2 separate regions of the Pan troglodytes genome follow, and region 1 is linked to region 2. Evidence: chromatin contacts called from public capture Hi-C data. All regions are on one chromosome and are shown on one strand. Each heading gives the region's core, a stretch centred on a gene start, on an enhancer-like site or on the middle of the called end of the contact. The rest is flanking DNA. Distances are from core to core; before and after follow the strand shown.

What was found. Capture Hi-C pulls out chosen DNA fragments and counts their contacts.
Region 1: a contact with region 2 is called in a capture Hi-C map of stem cell-derived neural stem cells, with 3 times the contacts expected there. The contact joins two enhancer-like sites. A contact is called at or near these places in 2 of 7 Hi-C or Micro-C datasets (induced pluripotent stem cells and stem cell-derived neural progenitor cells) and 1 of 1 other capture datasets (stem cell-derived neural stem cells).

The regions. Positions count from the first base shown.
Region 1 is chr23:24,730,278-24,733,302 of NHGRI_mPanTro3-v2.0_pri, reverse strand. No RefSeq gene overlaps it. Among named protein-coding and RNA genes, the nearest start is that of GGTLC2, 100 kb to the right of the region's middle. Within about 2 kb of position 1,577, at least 1 of the 24 cell types and tissues checked has an H3K27ac peak or open chromatin away from gene starts, as enhancers often do. A contact at or near this core is called in stem cell-derived neural stem cells, where this site is marked.
Region 2 is chr23:24,580,682-24,583,615 of NHGRI_mPanTro3-v2.0_pri, reverse strand. No RefSeq gene overlaps it. Among named protein-coding and RNA genes, the nearest start is that of PRAME, 37 kb to the right of the region's middle. Within about 2 kb of position 1,380, at least 1 of the 24 cell types and tissues checked has an H3K27ac peak or open chromatin away from gene starts, as enhancers often do. A contact at or near this core is called in stem cell-derived neural stem cells, where this site is marked.

The DNA.
Region 1 (3,025 bases), core at 328-2,827, 150 kb before region 2:
CTGGAGCCAGAGAATCGCTCAGGGATCCCTGAGGGCCTCTCACTGTCTTTATATATCACCAGCACAGGGGCCTGGCCTGGCTTCTGCTGGTACCAATAAGCATATTGCTTTGGCAATGCATCTCCAGAGCAGGTGATCCTGGCCGTCTGTCCTGGGGACACTGACACCGAAGGTGGCTGTGTCAGCTCATAGGAGGCCTCAGAGCCTGCAAGGAAGAGCAAGAGAGGGGGCTTGAAGACAAAGGACCCATTCCCAGGAGTCGCACCCAGAGGCTGTGTCTGGGCTTTGCTCAGGATTCAGGGCTGGCTTAACTTGGGATCTGTGGGGAATAAGACTGGAGCAGGGCCTGGAGCAGGGCCTGGGGACAGCACCTGTGCAGAGAGTGAGGAGGGGGAGAAGTAGAAGGATCCAGGCCATGGTGAGACACCCAGAGTTCTGCCTCCTGGACCCACAGCACAGCTAGGCTCCCCAGGCCTCTCTTATTCTCTCTCAGGCTTTTTGGGGTAGTCAGTGTTTGGTGTTTATGCAAATTTACTTCCTCTGGGACTCCTCCTGGAGAGATGTCACCCAAACCAGCTGTGGGGGCAGCACAGGCGACAAGAGGAAGAAGAAGCGGCAGGATCTCTGGTTAGAAAATCAGCTGCAGCCTTGAAGCCCTGTGATCGCAGTCACCTTCTTGGGAATTGACTTCATGACCACTGTCCCAAACCTCGTTGACCTGGGGTCTGTCCTGGGCCAGGCTCAGCAGAGCTGTGGACCTTCCAGGAGGTTGGCCATGGGGCTGAGCTGGGCCCTGCCGAGAGATCATGCTGACACCTGACTCAGCAGCAGGTGGCCCAGGGACCCATGATCTTCCTCCTCCTGGTCCCTCAGACTCAGTCCCCTCTTGTTCATTTCATCTAAATGCTGTGCTGTGTCATTAGGACACTTGCTAATTATTCAGTAGGAATATTTGGGTCATTTAAGCAACCACACACCCCTGTGGAGTCAACAGGGCCTCTGGTCTCATTTCAGCCATGGTGCTGCTCCTTCTATACCATTCCCTCATTGCCACAAGAGATAAGCAATTGGCACCCTCAGCTCGTCTGTTATTTATTTATGTTTTTCTCATCAATGTTTTATGTAAACTTGCAAAAAGAAGCAGAAAACCATAGTGGACTGAGAATCTAACTTTAGGCCCCATGGATTCTGTCACGGTTCCAGGGTCCCAGGGTCGCAGGGTCCCAGGGTCCCAGGGTCATGGTCTCTGCACAGCATGTGAGCTCCAGAGGATGGGTGGTCCCTGGTTACTCCAGCCAGGTTCCTGGTTATTGTCCTGTCACTGAGCATGGACAGGTCCGGGGTCAGAGCTGTGGCCTGAGGCAGGTGAGAATCCCCATCCCTCTGGAGAGTGTCTCCTCGATGAGGCTGGTGATGCCCCATGCAGGGACCAGGGCCCCAAATACTTCAAGCCACCCACCTGAGACTCCCCTAAGCACAGGAGCTGCCCTTGAGTCAGAGTCTGCCTGGAGATGGAAGGAAAGGCAGAGGGAGGGTAGGCAGAGTGTATCTGGAAGTGCCCACGACAGAGGGCTCAGCTCCCCAGGACACTGCTGGACAGGGCAGGACAAGGCCCTGAGAGTGGCAGGAGGCTCAGGCAGCCATCCTGGGTGAAGAACCCAGGCCCTGGGAGCCCCGTCACCTCACACTGTGCCCCTCCTAGAGCACCTCGACCTCAGGACTTCTCCCAGGGAGTCCCCTTCCTAAGGAAGCTGCCCAAGCTGACACCTGGGCCCAGCCTCCTCCAGCAGCATTTCCCAGGTGAGGCCTTCACTGTGCCGGGCTTCTGTCAGTGTCCTGGGGTAACATTATATGAGTCTGACCCTCAGAACGTGGTCACTGCAGCCTGAGGGGATAGGATGAACTGTCTTCACTTTCAGTCTGAAGACTGATTCTTGGACACCTGTTGAACCTCAGGCAGGCCTTCCTCTTTTCCCCAGCTGGGCAGCCCCAGCCTCTCTCCTCACTGCTCCTGGCTGCAGCCCTGCTGCCCCCAACTGGTGGAGGAGACTCAGCCCAGGAGCTTTTTCCTTCCAGGTGACCCCACAGCACCTGTCACCTCAGAAGTTGAGGACCAGAGAGTCCAGCCCCATTCTGTGCCAGTGTGACCCAATCTGCCCTGCCCAGCCCACCACAGAGAGGTCACACATGCAGTGCAGGGATGTGGGGCAGGAGCAATTGCTATAGAAGTGTCTCAGGGTTGAAATGCCCTACTCTAGTGGTTTTGTTCCGTCAGGACTAATTAGAGTAAGTCAACTGAAGCTCTTCTGCCAAGCTTTCAAAGTCCAGAGAGACGTGCGTGCCATCCTACATGGACCCAGGCTTTCTATGCACTTAGGAAGCAAACTGGTGCACCTCCCACCCAGCAAGAGCAGCTATGATTCACTGCAATCACCGCATGTTTCTGGCACTGCAGCTTAGTTGTGAGCTAACATCACCATCGTTGGCAGATTAATTTCATGTTTATGTTTATTTCATTCCACACTTCTCAGAGTTTCTGCAGGGAGGATTTCCGTACTAGCCTAGTCTGTTTTCCTGATGAAACTGGGACTCTCCTGCTTATTCTTAGCTGGCAGCTACTGTTCCCACCATATAGAAAGCAAGCTCTTTTTGAGTCCCTTTCTTGGAATCTCTGCAGAGGAAAGACAAGAAATTCCATGTCTGAAGCCCACTGAAGCCCACTAAATGACATCCCCCCATTCTCATGACTTCCATTGTTTTTCTATCTTTTAATTTTGAATGAAGAAAAGTGCTTCTTCAGTTCAGTATAAGCCTCCTCACTTCGCAGCAGGTAACACTGTGGCCAAAAGAAACTAAGTGGCTCAGGAGAACAGAGAGCAGTGGGGGCAAGTCCAAGAGCTGATCCAGGTGTCCTGAGTTATGAACCTGGGCCCTTTGGGGCAGAGCTTAACCAGGGTGGGGAGGGACGGGGCATGAGGGCCAGGCAGGCAGCAGGGCTGTGTCCCATGGACACACTGCCATCCCC
Region 2 (2,934 bases), core at 131-2,630:
GTTTCCTCCCACATATGTGCTCATCAGTGCTCACGAACATTTGCAGACTCCAGAGTCCTCTCTCTTTGCAACTCTCTCCTCTTTGTTACTCTTCCCTTTGGACTGTTTTGGTTTGTTTTTAAATCTTTTAATTCCCCGGACTCCTACTCTGAGAGGGGGAATTCCATGCAGTGAGGTTTAGGGATACATTCTCAGGAAAGAAGTATGGGAGGCATGAGTGGGAATGTGTTACAATTGAGTGCTCAGCTGCAACACACTTCAAGGCCATCCTAAATTAAGGCCTGACTTTGGGACTGAGGCATCAAGCAGTCATCGCACCTGAGCCACGCTCTGACATGGGCAAACTTTTGGGGGAGGCCATTCTTTGCAATCAATGGCATTTTCCGGTGGGGAACAGCTGTGAGAAGCCAGGGCCTCCCAGCAGCCTTGGGTGTATGGTGGATGGGTGAGCCCTGAAAGGGGAATCTTGATGGACACCACACTGCCCATTGTGGTGGCCCTCCCTGTTCAGAATATGAGGATGTCATGGAGCTGGGGCTTGAGGGTCTCAGTTAAACATGAGAAGTTCAGAATGATCTGGGGCATTTGGGCCACAGAAAAGCAGCACTGCCTTAGGTCCAGTCACCATACAGAAGGAAATCCAGGGACCATTACCACTCAATGGCTGTCTCCCTCTGACTATCCTTACACTCAGGTCATCTTAAGCCCAGACACAGCCACTCTGGACAATACCAGGACAGTCTGGTCCTGCCAGCCCCAAGTCCTCTCCTGACCTAACCCACTCTCTTCAGAGTCTCCCTGGAGGGCTTGGAGGCCAGGGCACCCTGGGGTCTCAGATCCAGGAAAACTGAGCCAGACCTGCCCATGGCTGTGTCCACAGTCCTGCTGGGGCCGGAGGAAGTGAGTGACACAGACAGAAAAAGGGTTTGTGTCTCACTTTTCCATCTGCCTGTGTCACTGTGAGTTGAGTAGCATGGTTGTCTATCAACTGATAGTAATAATCAGCCTCATCCTCAGCCTGGGCCCCAGTGATGGTCAGGGTGGTTGTGTTGCCTGATTTGGAGCCAGAGAATCGCTCAGGGATCCTTGAGGGCTGGTCACTGCTATCATAGATGACCAGCACGGGGGCCTGGCCTGGCTTCTGCTGGTACCAGTGTTCATAAGAGCCTTCCATGCTGTCTCCCTGGCAGGTGATCCTGGCCATTTGTCCCAAGGCCACAGACACTGCAGGCACCTGAGTCGGCCCAGAGGAAATAACGGAGCCCACAAGAGAGGACAGGAGAGGTGAGTCTGAGGATGAGGGCCTCATTCCCAGAACCCCACACCCTGCATCACTCCCTATGTTGAGTTGAAGGTCAGGGCCAGGCTGATCTTGATCCCACTGGGGGCTGAGCCTGGGAGGCAGCACCTGTGCAGAGAGTGAGGACGAGCAGGGGAGGGGTCCAGGCCATAATGGAAATGCCCCAGAGCTCTGCCTCTGAGTCCACAGCTGGGAAGGGACCTTCAGGCCTTTCTTATCATAGAAAGGGGAGTCTCTTCATGCAACTCTACTTCCTTTATTCTTAATTCTTTGTTAGTTGGTTCCCTGTTAAGCAGCGGATGTAAATCTGCTCTCCATTCTTTAAAATGTATGTCGAAGTTCTTGTCTGACCCTATGTCTGAGGACATTCTCTGCGTAATTTTTCAAGATTAGAAGAAGAGTCAGGTGGGTTTCAGGATTCTACTCAATAGAAGGGGCCAGAAAGGAAATGACTCAAGTACTACCAGGGACTTGGAGCCATTAGTGTCCCAAACCAGGGGTCACAGTGCCCCCTGGTGCCCACAGGACAAATGTCATCCTGTATGTATCAATAGATCATACAGCAGAATGACTACCTTGGATTTTTGCGGGGCGGGGGTTAGTTTTTGTGTGTGTGTGCGTTTGTGTGTGTGTGTGGTGGAGTCTCACTCTATTGTCCAGGCTGGAGTGCAATGGCACGATCTGGGCTGCAGAATGACAACCTTTTTTTTTTTTCTTTTTGTGATGGAGTCTCACTCTATCATCTAGGCTGGAGTGCAATGGCACCATCTGGGCTCACCGCAACCTCCGCCTCTCAGGCTCAAGCTATTCTCCTGCCTCAGCCTCCTGAATAGCTGAGATTACAGAAGGGCACCACCATGCCTAGCTATTTTTTTTTTTTTTTGTATTTTTAGTAGAGATGGAGTTTCACCATGTTGGCCTGGCTGGTCTGGAACTCCCGGACTCCAGTGATCCCCCACCTCGGCCTCCCAAAGTATTGGGATTACAGGCATAAGCCACCATGCCTGGCCTACTTTTGAGCCCTTAATATATGCCAGATGCATTGGTGAGTGTTTTGCAAGTATAACTTCATGAAAACTTGCATCATATGGAGTAGGAAGATGAGGAGCCCTATGCTCAGGGCCCAGATTTTATTACGGAATCAATATTGGGAGGTGAAGTTTTTTCCCCAAGTTCCCCAGACAGTAGTGAGTGGAGTCCCAGTTCCATCCAGGAAACGAACCTCAGAGCATGACCTTCCAGCCCCTCCCTGCCCTGCCTCCTGCACCCTGCTCCATCTGTTCCCCCTACCCAAGGTCTTTGGGGTCCCTCTTGTTTTCATTTGCCAGTGCTGCCATCACAAGATACCAAAGAACTAGTGGCCTCAACAGCAAAACTTATTTTCTCAGTGCTGAAGCTGGAAAGTCCAGGGTGAAAGTGTTGGTAGGACTGATTTTCCCTGAGGCCTCTCTCCTTGGCTTGCAGGTCGTTACCTCCTTGCTGTGTCCTCACATGGTCTTTCCTCCGCCTGCTCATCTCTGGTGTCTGATTTCTGTGTGTGCAAATTTTCTCTTCTAAGGAGAACACCAGTCAGACTGGATAAGAACCCACCCTCATGACCTCATTTTCACTTAATCACCTCCATAAAGACCCTA